Regions from separate parts of the Columba livia genome. Here region 2 is linked to region 1. Evidence: chromatin contacts called from public Hi-C data. All regions are on one chromosome and are shown on one strand. Each heading gives the region's core, a stretch centred on a gene start, on an enhancer-like site or on the middle of the called end of the contact. The rest is flanking DNA. Distances are from core to core; before and after follow the strand shown.

The links. A called contact is a pair of places that touch in the nucleus more often than the background predicts.
Region 2: a Hi-C map of crop shows a contact between it and region 1, with 4 times the contacts expected there. The contact joins two enhancer-like sites. A contact is called at or near these places in 2 of 2 Hi-C or Micro-C datasets (crop and liver).

The regions. Positions count from the first base shown.
Region 1 is chr15:1,206,671-1,212,874 of bColLiv1.pat.W.v2, forward strand. ERCC4 (ERCC excision repair 4, endonuclease catalytic subunit) reads left to right here. Exons shown (of 11, transcript XM_065030440.1): 2 at 110-290; 3 at 4,488-4,683; 4 at 5,513-5,720. Among named protein-coding and RNA genes, the nearest start is that of ERCC4, 4.2 kb to the left of the region's middle. Within about 2 kb of position 2,336, at least 1 of the 3 cell types and tissues checked has an H3K27ac peak away from gene starts, as active enhancers do.
Region 2 is chr15:1,292,040-1,298,243 of bColLiv1.pat.W.v2, forward strand. It overlaps MRTFB (myocardin related transcription factor B), which reads left to right. Exons shown (of 17, transcript XM_065030431.1): 9 at 4,915-5,055. Among named protein-coding and RNA genes, the nearest start is that of TRNAT-CGU, 26 kb to the right of the region's middle. Within about 2 kb of position 3,587, at least 1 of the 3 cell types and tissues checked has an H3K27ac peak away from gene starts, as active enhancers do.

The sequences.
Region 1 (6,204 bases), core at 1,086-3,585:
ATGCTTTTAATGTGTTTTCAACAGCTTCTCAAAATTACCAGAGTATGTATAATTAAAGTTTGATCAGTTACCACAATGAAGTGTTGCATTTTTATTGCATTTGGTTTAGGAGTATTTTATTGATCAGCTGAGATCAGACGGAGTTGTTCATCTTCCTCGGCGTGTTACCAATGAAATTACAAACAATACTCGATACGAATTTTACACACAAGGAGGAGTCATCTTTGCAACAAGTCGAATCCTTGTGGTAGATTTCCTTACCGACAGAATTCCTGCAAACCTCATTACCGGTAAGAATTTAATGAAATAAAAGTGAGACTGTTCTGTTTGAAAATATACAAAGCTTAATTCCATAAGAAGAGTTCTACTAACCGGTATTGAGGCTGAAGAAGTATTCCTTTTTTTCCACACAAAGACTGAGATAAAATGAGTAGATATGTAGTTTGTTTGTTTGGGGTTTTTTAGTTGTTTTCTTTGCTCCAATTAGTTTGCTTGACTTACTCATACCGTTTGAAAACATCCACATTATTTTTAGATATTGGATCATGCGTTTGTATGGCTTTCTGATATCAGTAGCTGGCTACAAAACAAATGAGCAGTTGAACTACGCCCTTGACGTAAAAAAACTATAAAATTCAGACTGGCATTCAAAGGGGAATAATTGAACTTGGGGAAATAGCGTCCTGTGGTCTATAGGACACTGGCCTGTGATTAAAACTGATTGTAGATGCCATGTTTTGTCAACAATGCACACTGCCAATTTTTTGCATGAACAAAGTTCTCCTCATGCCTTTTCCTATCAAAAAATAGCAATATCATACTAATCTTTGTCTGGATGCACCTTGGACACTATCTGAATAGCAGTATTTTGAAGTAATGCTGTAACTATCCTTGTAAAGATTTTGGTTATCGCTTGGCACCTTTTTTGTTGTTATGTAGGATTTATACATGAAAGATGTGTTTTCCTCTCATGTTCTGTTCACCTACTCCCCCAGCCACTGCTATTTTTATGTTCTTGTCTAAGCTGGAAACCCTGGAGAGTTAATAAAATAGATATCTAAGAGCCAGGAATACAAGAATATTTTACTGCTATTTTTTAACATCTTAATGGCTATATATATAACTGAGTATTGAATGCTTAGAAGAATGTAAGTTTCCGCTTCAGAAACTGTATCCTGTTCCTTTTAGTCAGTGTGTTAAAAGCTCCAATCTGTGAAACAGTTTGAACAGTTTTATGCTGGAGCCGAAGGACACCAGATTTGTTAATTCTGGTATTTCTAGGTTAGAAATGTGAACACATTTTCTGGGCATTTTCTCATCTTCCCCTTGGCTGCTTCCTCTCTACCTTTTTGCCCTACCAAAGAGGAAGGACAAAAAAAAACAAACTCCAAACAAACAAAAACCACCACCTTTGGACTTTGCCAGTATGAAAAGAAGAAATACATTGCAGACTTGAAAAATAGCCCTGTCCTAGAATGATAGAATGACCGTTGTACTAGTTTTTGCGTTGCCACTAGAGGTCAGTGTGACAGCAGCCTCCACAGACCTGCTGCATTTAAAATGTGGGTGACACCGAGTTCTGTCGGAAACGCATATTACCTGTGTGTGACAGTGTACAACAAAAGCTTGTAATAGTGTTTCTTGAGGAGTTACCATGCACATACTTCTTTTTATTTTGCTAGGTGTTATAAATGTTTATAAAATTGGTGTAGAGTCACGTGTGAATTAACACCTGATGAACTCATAAATTCACCTAAATGAAGGTCAGAAATGATCACTGCAGTAAAGAGCTATTATTCCTGGTGCTTTTGGCCAGACAGAAATGATATACTTAATAGCACAGTAAAACTGGTGCAAGGTGCTGTAGTAAAGCATGGCAAGTTGTTTCTGGCAGGGCTTACACAGCACTATGAGCTCACTTCAAAGCAGGAAGATTGACTGAAAGCAGGGAGGCATTAGGGTAAACACAACGCCTGTGTCTCCTGTGAGGTCCTTGCGGAGTCACAAGACAAACTGGAGGATGTTTAATAATCAATGTGATCTTTATTAGGTCCTGAAAAATTTGCTTCATAGGAGAGATGCAAGAATATCTAGACAGAAAAATACTCTGTAGTGGATTATTGCGTGACTTGATCATGAATGGCAGCAGTTACACGGAATTCTTTTTCTTATAAATGCTTTTTAATTTACAAAGCAAATGCATGGCAAAAACAATGGCTGGGTGCTGAGTTGAAGAAACTTGTTACAGAAGTGAAACACACTGTGAGTTTCAGCTTCTGTAGCTACAGTGTAAAACCTGTGATGTTTGATGTCCTTTGCTGCCATTTTTGAAAGGCATTTATCATTCACTGGAAGCTGTGAACAGATAAAAGTACCACAGAGGCCTCACTTCACTGAGGGGGGGTGAAAAAAATGTAATGTGCTATTTAGCACAATTAGGCGTGAGTTAAAAATAAGGCTTGGTTTTAACAGGGCTTGGCTGAGTGAAGTGCAAATCCTGGAAGTATTCACCTCAAGCACTTAATGTAGTTAAACTGTTGTTTCACTTTCTCAGTACTAAAATGCATCTTTTTTTCTTGACACACCCATGGCCATGAAGGAAATTGGAAGTGTACTCACACAGTTGATGGTTCTTTCTGTCCTCAAGTGTGAACATGAATATCAGAAGGTGTAGAAAAGCAAAATAAGTATTTTCAGTAGTTCTTTGATTATGTAAACACTTGGACTATTGCCAGTGAAACATACTTGACAAGTCTGTAATTCCAGAACTTCTCTAACAAAATAATTTGAATATCACAATCTTGAACAAACCAAATTTTCTTTGTTGCAAAATTGTGTCTTGCTTTTTCTTTTACCCTTTTCAAAAGGCTCAAGTTTTGCCTCAGGAGTAAAGAAGGAGTAAAGAATTTTCTGAGATCACAGAATGGACTGGGTTGGAAAAGCCCTCAGAGATCACCCAGTCCAACCCTTGGTCCAACTCCAGTCCATTCACTAGATCATGGCACTAAGTGCCATGTCCAATCTCAGTTTACAAACCTCCAGGGACGGTGAGTCCAGCACCTCCCTGGGCAGCCATTCCAATGCCTGACCACTCTCTCTGCAAAGAATTGCTTTCTCATCTCCAGCCTCAATTTCCCCCGGCAGAGTTGAAGCCCATGGCCCCTTGTCCTATTGCTGATGCCTGGGAGAAGAGACCAATCCCCACCTGGCTAGAACTGCCCTTCAGGTAGTTCTAGAGAGTGCTGAGCTCAGCTCTAAGCCTCCTCTTCTCCAGACTAAACAAGCCCAGCTCCCTCAGCCTCTCCCCATAGGGCTTGTGTTCCAGTCCCTTCCCCAGTCTTGTTGCTCTTCTCTGGACCCGCTCCAGCACTTCAATCTCTTTCCTGAGCTGAGGGGCCCAGAACTGAACACAACACTCCAGGTGTGGCCTCCCCAATGCAGAGCACAGGGGAAGGATCACTGCCCTTGTCCTGCTGACCACGCTATTTTGGATACAGGACAGGATACCATTGGCCTTCTTGGCCACCTGGGCACACTGTTGGCTCATTTTGAGCTTCCTGTCCATTAGTCCCCCCAGGTCCCTTTCTGTCTGACTGCTCTCCAGCCACTCTGTGCCCAGCCTGGAGCGCTGCAGGGGGTTGTTGTGGCCAAAGTGCAAGACCCAGCACTTGGCCTTGTTGAACTTCAGCCCATTGGAATCAGCCCATTTTCCAATCCATCCAGATCCCTCTGCAGAGCCCTCCTGCCTTCCAGCAGGTCGACACTCCCTCCCAGCTTGGTGTCATCAGCAAATTTGCTGTTGATGGTCTCAATCCCCTCATCTAAATCGTCAATCAAGATGTTAAACAGGACTGGACCCAACACTGACCCCTGGGGACACCACTAGTGACTGGCCGCCAGCTGGATGCAGCCCCATTCACCAGCACTCTCTGGGCCCGGCCCTCCAGCCAGTTCTTAACCCAGCAGAGAGTGCACTTGTCCAAGCCATGGGCTACCAGCTTTTGCAGGAGTATATTATGGGAGACAGTGTCAAAGGCCTTGCTGAAGTCCAGATAGACCACATCCACGGCTTTCCCCTCATCCACCAGCTGGGTCACCTGATCATAAAAGGAGATCAGCTTGGTCAGACAAGATAAGAAGTCCTGTACAAGTTTGGGGGTTGGTTTGTTTTACTTTGGTTTTGTTGATTGTTTTGTGTGGGTTTGTTTTGCTTGGTTGGTTTGTGTTGCATTTGCGTTTTGTTTGGTTGGTTTTGCTAAAAATGTATCATTAACCCAGTTCTGTTCTTTGGGGATTCCGTGATACTGAAATTGTGGAATTGCTTGGTTTGAACTCTGGAAAGTTTATCCAACCATCACTTTAGAAGAATTAAATTGCTATTGTACTTTATTTAAGAAGAAAAAGTTAAAATAATAAGTTTTGAGGAAGAAATCTATACAAAATTGGAGCTTTCTTTACTTGCAACTTGAAAACCTTTATTTTGCCAGGCATTTTGGTATACAAAGCGCACAGAATCATTGAGTCCTGTCAGGAAGCATTTATCTTGCGACTTTACCGCCAGAAGAATAAGGAAGGCTTCATTAAAGCTTTTACAGATAATGCGGTTGCATTTAACACTGGCTTTTGCCAGGTGGAAAGAGTGATGCGAAATCTTTTTGTCAGGAAACTTTATCTGTGGCCAAGGTAAGGCACCTATTTACTTCATTGGAGAGTTAAACGTAAAAGAAAGATGAAGGATATTACAAAGGGTTCCAGAGAAGATGAGGTGTATGCAGCCACACTGATAATTTGTGTTCCCTCTTGTATTCCAAAACAAATTGCATCTGGTTTTTGACGGAAGACGTAGTCTTAAAGATGCTAAATTTCTGTATGTATTTTTCAAAATAGACCAAAATTAAATCTGTAAAGAGCCGAGCTCTATGGTATAGCTCTCCTTCTAGGCAATAGAAATCACAGCAGAAAGTTACATTGCTAATAATTTAAGAAAAGCTGCACTTGATTAACCAGATTACTTAAGCCATGAAGTAGCAGGAATAGAGTCTGTCGGTTGTGCCATTCATGGAGGTGTTTGTTTCCAATTATGATGAAACTCCGTGGTCTCTTTCTGCTTGTCGTTGGAAGCCAGGAACGTGGCAGGATCTGCTAGTGGATCCACGTGATTCCAAAGCATTTACGGACCCTTTCCAGTTCCTCTTTTACGAGAGTTTTTTTGTTTAATAGTTGTTACGTGTAATAATGATGTGGAATCTAGTGCAGCAGTTTCCCGCGGATCGTTCAGCAGCACTGCAGCCTCGCATCACTAGAACGACCACAGTTATAATTGTGGCATAAGTGGTTATCTGAGGCTGTTCACAGGACTGCAGAATTCACATCAGTAGAAACTGATTTATTTTGCAATTAACTTACTTGTTTACATTTAAAACAAGCATAATTGTAGTTTATACAAACTTTTGAATAATTGCAGGTTAAGCAAACCATCCATGTAAATCCTAATAAGCTGTTTTCCTCTTAGATTTCATATAGCAGTGAACTCATTTTTAGAGAAGCATAAACCTGAAGTGGTGGAAATCCATGTGTCGATGACCCCCGCTATGCTCGCCATCCAGACTTCAATCCTGGACATTTTGAACGCGTGCTTGAGAGAACTCAAACGTTACAATCCAGCTCTTGAAGCAGAAGATCTATCTTTAGAAAATGCTATTGGTAAACCTTTTGACAAGGTAACTGTTTTGATAGTTTTGCTGTGTCTAACTACGGGGATGTAGATTTTCAAACTGTCTGCCATGCAAACAAAAATATTATTTGTAAAATAAAGAACCATCATCACCTGATTTTCTCCCATGACATGTTTATTTGTGGTACAAGGAGAGAAACTGTTCATCTGTAGTAGTGATGGCGCAGTTGCCAGGAGGGTTTTTGGTGTATTTGTATTATTGTTCTTCATTTCCAAAGTCCGTGCAGTAAGAACATCCTGATTCATGGTGTGTTAGCAGTATGAAGATGGCTGATTTCCACTCAGAATACTGCAGAGATAACTATGCAGTTATTTCCACGCAACCCCCTTGGTTTTTTCCTCCTGAATTTCCTGCCTGCAGTTTTTCTTTTCCCCAGTAGCAGCACTGTATACAATATATGACATGCACATGCATGTATCTGTCGTATCGTTTAATCCTAACATATGCCATTAATTGCGTGTGCTTAATT
Region 2 (6,204 bases), core at 2,337-4,836, 87 kb after region 1:
TGCAGAATAAAACAGCTGCTTACCTTGTTCCTTTTGGAATAAGGAAGAACAGCACCTCATGTCTCTACAGGAGACGAGTCTGGGAAATTGCTCTTTCATTCTTTTCATTTCCTCTGACAAATTTTACATTTTATTACAACATAAAATACAAAGAATGTTTGAAAACAGTGAAGTGCAGCCAGAGTTCTTCTCAAGGCTTCCTCCTGCACACACTTCCAGCCCTCCGAGCATGTAACATAATGGGGAGACCCTTCAGCTCTTGTTGACTGGTGACCTAAAACTTGCTTTAACCTGATGTATTTGCATCTGGTAAGGAATAGGCATTTTAACTAAAGCACTCTAAATAGACTGGTTGTGGTGTTCACAGTTCTGAAGACATATCTTCAAAACAGCTGAAGTATTTTACTCGATGAGGCAGAATATAATGACTGTTCTCTTCATATATCCAGCGTACCTTGTTGACCTGCTTGTCTGCAGCCAGAAGAAAAGGTCCAGAAATCATACTGTCTGTAACTGGAAACAGAACATCTGTTCAAAGGAAATAACTTGATTACTTAGTGAAGTAATGGAAAGATTAAGAGGCTGAGACCTATTAATTTAATTTTTTTAATTTAAAAAATTATCAAAGAAATGATATGCATGGTTCATTGCTGTACTTAACACCTGCAGGTAAAATTGGGAAGACGGTAAAAATCTTTGTATTTCATGTAGCCATTATAACCCTTTGTAGATTAGGATAACTAATATAAGGAAAAAGCAATGCACTATGAATTAGGGAGGTGGAGGGGGTTTGGTTTTGTTCTGGTGTTGGTTTGTTGTTTCGTGGTGTTTGTCGGACTGTTTTGAAAGTTGTTAACTTTTCTCTTTGAAAGCGTTTTGTTGTGCTGTTGTTTTCATAAGCTATAGAGGGTTGCTGAATAGTATGTTTGAAATCAAGTCATTTGTTTAGGTTCAGGAAGGATCAGAGCGATGAATGGTGAAAGATTAAGTAATGAAGGAGCTGTAGGATCAAACATTTAAAATGCTTTTTAGATGCGACTTCAGGAAAAGAAAATGTAGGAATCAATGAATATCAGGAATCATTAGAATTCTCCCATGCTTTATGCTAACACTGTATATGACTAATACTGTATATGACACTCTGATTCAAAGACAAACTGCTTTTAAATATTACTGCTGTGACTAGAGTAAGCCTTTTACATTTGATAGCACCAGGAGTGCAATATGTTGGAGTACAGCATCCAGAGCCCTTTCTTAAAGGCTAAGTCCCTCTGTAGTCCCCTGCCAGTTCTTAGGTGAGTCCAGCGAAGAACAGATACTGTGTAGCTATCGGATGCTTTCCAGAGCAAATGCTTTGAAAGCTGGATTTAAAAATAGAGGCATTTGTATCTTGAGCCCGCCACATGAGCTGACACAAGCCCAGGCAGGCGTGCGGCGCGGTGAGCGAGCAGAGCTGCCGTGCCGAACGGCGCGGGCTGGGGAGCGGCACGGGGTGCCTGGAGCTGCCTCTGCGCACCTGGACGTTGGAGACACAGCAAAACGTGATAAACAAACAGAGATAGAAGGGAAAATAACTATAATTTAATTGCAAGCAAAAGTCAGCTTAGTGCATGCAGATGGGAAGCCTGATAAACGCCATCCCAGAAATACAAAAAAATACAGTTGCAAAATGTCTGATTTAAGCCCTTTCTGGTGCAATCTCATGGGAGAATAGTAAAGCACGGGAAGAAATTAATTAGGGAGAAGTACCGATCTGACTTAATTGGAATGCAAGGTTTTAGAAGGTATTCTGAAGAAAAAGAATATTTACTGATAGGAATATAGGGAAATGGATGGACTTTTATAAAAGGAATATTGTAGTAGGTGATCCAATTGCTTTCTTAAACAATGGAAATGAAAGTGATCTCATTTGTCTGGATTTAATTCTGTATGATATTGAATGCTGGCAAAACCAGAGAAGATGGTGATTAGTAGAGATAAGGCAGAAAGAGGAAAGCACTGGGTTGAAAGGAAGTTGGCAGGAGTTGATCTGAGGGCATTCCGGTTTTATGTTATTAACAACCTTGACATAAGAATGGGTCACGTACCAGAAGCTGGAGGGCACAGTCAGCACAGTTGGATTGCTGGTATGCAGGAAGAACTGGTTGATTTGGCTTTTAGGAGAGAGATAGAGTTCCAGTAGAACAGAACAGTTCTTAAAAAAAATACACAAGACATTTCCTTTGCATGAAAAGGACCCGTGGTGAGCTGGGGCCTCAGGTGCAGGCAGAGGGGAAGGCACACGGAGCGGTGTTGAGGGTTTAGATTGCGGGGTGACAATCAAACACTGGCAGATGTATTGTTCACCTCCTCTCCTCCCCCCCCACCCCTTTTGTCCCTCCCTCTCCCCCTTCCCACTCAGCACAGGCCATCCGGAGGGAAAGAAGGACAGAGACAAGAGAATTGGGAAAATTAACAATGTGTTACTAATGCTACTGATAAGAATAGAGAAAATAATACAGAATATATAAAACCAATCTTGAAAGTCTCAGCAACTGCAGAGCCGGCACCCGAAGTCCTGGACTGGACTCTGCAGCCAACCGGAGCTGGATTCAGTCTGTCACTGGCCTCAGTTCGCAGGGATGACTCGCAAGGTCCTCTCCTAATGTCGCCATAAGGAAAAGGGACGAGATCCTCGTGATCTCCCACTTTTATATGGGGTATCAGGTGAATGGGATGTTATACACAGTTGGTCAGTTTTTGGTCACCTGTTTCTCGTCGCCCCTCTCCCGAGATGTCCATCCATGCTTGTCAATAACTTCACATTCCATTGCTGTGTTCACCAAAACATGGATCTGGTTCTCCAGGAGAATGCAGCTCTTATGAAGCTTCAGCTGACAGGCAAATTCACTAAAAGAGAAACTTGTTTTTAACAAAACCAGGACAAGCGGGAAGGCACACGGAGGGGCGGCAGCAAGCTGCTCCGTGTGTCTGAGAGAGGATCCCACATGGAATATCCTGTACATTTCCAGTCACTCAGAGCCAAGAAACACTGATGAAAATTGTAACACAAATAGGAAAGGATGAGCAGAGAGCGAAAAATCTCTTTTATGAGAAAAGAATAAAAATTCATTTGTGTAGCTAGAAAAACAAGGGCTGAGATCTGTTTGTGTACAGGGTCTATATCCCATCAGAGGGATATTGACTATAGAAGGAAATAGGTTTTAAATCAGATAACAATTTCAGAACAAGAAAAATGGATATGACAAAGTTAAGCTTGGTGAAGTTCGCTTATTATGTAGGAAAACTTTTGGCAATCTTCTGGTAGGTGTAGTGGTGCCAGGAAAAGAATCATAATGAAGTCTTAAGTCAGTATGGAATTGGGTAAGCTTACAGAAGAAATGACACACATGGTGTTTGTAACAGCAAGGGAACAAACGCAGTGACGCTCAGGCTGCTGGACTGTACCTACACAGTCCTGTGATCGTGCTGGGGGCAGGTACAGAAGAAACGCAGCTCCGGGCGCAGGCAGGGCTGTGCTTGCCGTGAAAACACCACGGGAAGTTGTGTGTTCAACACAGGCTGCTCTGCTGCCGCGGGATCCTCCGGAACAAAGTCTGTTCCCCTGTCTTGCTGTTTGACCCTCATGAAAGAGAGAGAGGGTTTGCTGGCAGTCCTGCTCTGGGTGGTAAGGTTCTCGTGTTCACAAGATCCTGCCTCCACAGACAGAAAACAGTGAAGGCCTCAAGCGTGTGGTAATAAAGCGGGTTTCCTGTGAATTCAGCAGCTGCTTTGGTGTGCCCCTGGTGAGCCTGGGGTCAGACTGTAACGCTGCTTCAAGCAGAGTCATAAATGGTGGTATCTCCGCTAGCACTTGCTAACAATGCACTCCATTCTTCCTTTAATTATTTTTAACCCTTATCTCTCCTTTTTTTGTAATTAATACAATTTTATTTGAACTATTTTTCTATACTTAGTTGCATATGAAAGTATGACTTATATTCTTAAAAGCTGTAATTCTTTGGTTGTAGAAGCCTTCATATATGAAACATGGTAATGCTAACCAGAAAAAATATTAGACATGAGCTCTTGCTGTAATTCTGACAGACTGCATGAAGAGGAGGTTTCTGTAGCGACAGCTGTCAGGTCTAGAAGAGTTTTGCAATTATCAAGTTAAGAGCTGGCATCAATTAGTTAATCTGATTCTGGGCCACCAGCCAGGGGCAAATACGTGTTAGGAACATTTTAAGTAACATGTTCCTGACTTGAATGGGTGAGGTTAGTTCTGAAGGCACTTCCAGCTCTTTCTGATGGTTTTGTAAGAAGGAAAGAAAGAAAATGTCTTGATGATACTTCTTTATTTGTTTGCATGTGTGTTAGAAGGAGAAAAGAATTCTGCAAATTAAAACAGCAGTGTAAAGGTTATAAAAACAAAGCCCTTTCTTGAGGGCTCTTTTTGTATGTTGTTCTAAATCCTTTTTGGTTATCATTCTTTCTATCCACAGAAAAAAAAAAAAAAGAAGAATAAAAATCATAATAATAAAGAAAAATGTTAATGATGTCGGAAAAATATTTATGATACACTACAAAATTGGTATTAAAATCAATTACTGTTTCCCTTTGGTGAAACTAGAAGTAAATTCTGTATTAGTAAAAACAGATTTTGGATGCGTTTACATGCAGTAGTTATAATACAAACGAAGAAGTCAAGGTAAGAAACCAGTTTATCTCATTTAATATATTTGTAGTGTGCCAATATATGCCTTGTTAGAATATTTGTAGGCACAAATACAAGAAAGGCCAGTTTGCACTATTCCTCCCAAAAATATTTTGTGAATTTAAGTAAATTGTCTTAACTTTATCACATTTTTTCAATGACTCAGATGGTGGATGTTTTTAATGTTTCTCTTTCTCCTTATATTTTTTTAATACTAGTATCCACCTTTAACCTCTCCAGTTCCTGAATTTCTCAAAACCCCCTCTACAATTGAACAGCACGTTACACGTTCTACTGCTGCAACCACGCCGACCACCAGCACCGCGCCTGCGGCAAAGCCTGCGCCAGCGTTAGTAAAGGTCGGTGTCTGCAGTCGTGGCATCTGTTCTACGTTCTTAATCCATGTCCTACCCAGTGCTAGTGTTAGTGAAAAAATGCATGAGTAACGTTATAGTGCAGTATAATGTGTAGTGTAGTATAGCTAACAACTGTACTAGTGTCCGGGAGAACATAGCGGGTTGTTGACTGAAAGCGTCTGTCCGCTGAGCTGAGCCACCGGCACTCGGACGGACTGGCTCATTATTTCAGGAGGCCCTTCCAGTACAGCTGACACAAGTTTTCATTGCACTTTACATTGCTATGGAAGCTCTTAAGAAATAGGGATGAGATTTTTGCAGTATTGAGTTTCTACTTCCTATAGGTGAAATTAATTAATCTAGTTTTTATGGTGAATAATTTAATAGGAACAGAGGCAACTGCATTCCTAGTCTGCCTATAACCAAACTGGTGAACAGCATCACTCCTTTTCTGTGACTTATTTTCTTAGTCCATTTATTGTATAAGCAGAACACACAGCGTGAGAGCAGCTGCCGTATCCTCGTACTTGGACGTACTCAGTTCTCTTTTCTGCACTGACAGAGCCAGCAGCATGGAAAACTTTTTCAAACACCGTTGTGTTAGATGATGTCTATAATATTTCATTTCAGCAACTTTGCCAAAGGTTTTCAGCTCCGTATGTAGACTTCTGCCTAACTACGTTAAATTAATTCTCAGTTACATTTGCAAGGATGACCTTTAATAGTCAATTTCTAGTATAAATTTGGCTATATGTAGTGAAATCACTGGACTTGAACCAGCTTACTTAATGCAGGACCTTAATGACAAATTCAGACATCCCCAAAGCAGGTTATGTGTGTAATAAATGTGCATAGACCAACAGAGGATTTCTGCTCCGCTGCACTCTGTGTGACTGGGTAACTACCTGCCCTTCAACTTTTCACTCAAAATAATTTCAAAGGTCTTTAAAGGAGTTGTGCCACATGTGCAGGTGTTGCTACAAGGGATACTGCGGAAAGTTCGTGAGAGCAATCCTGTAATTCATAGGACTGTCTGTCCCTGCTTTTAATCCAGCCTTGTAAGCACTTCTGAGTGTTTACAGGTGGAGTTGAAGACACCAGCTTTTGCTTGCACGAAGTGCTAAGTGGCTTTGACGTTGCCTGTTTGAGAGC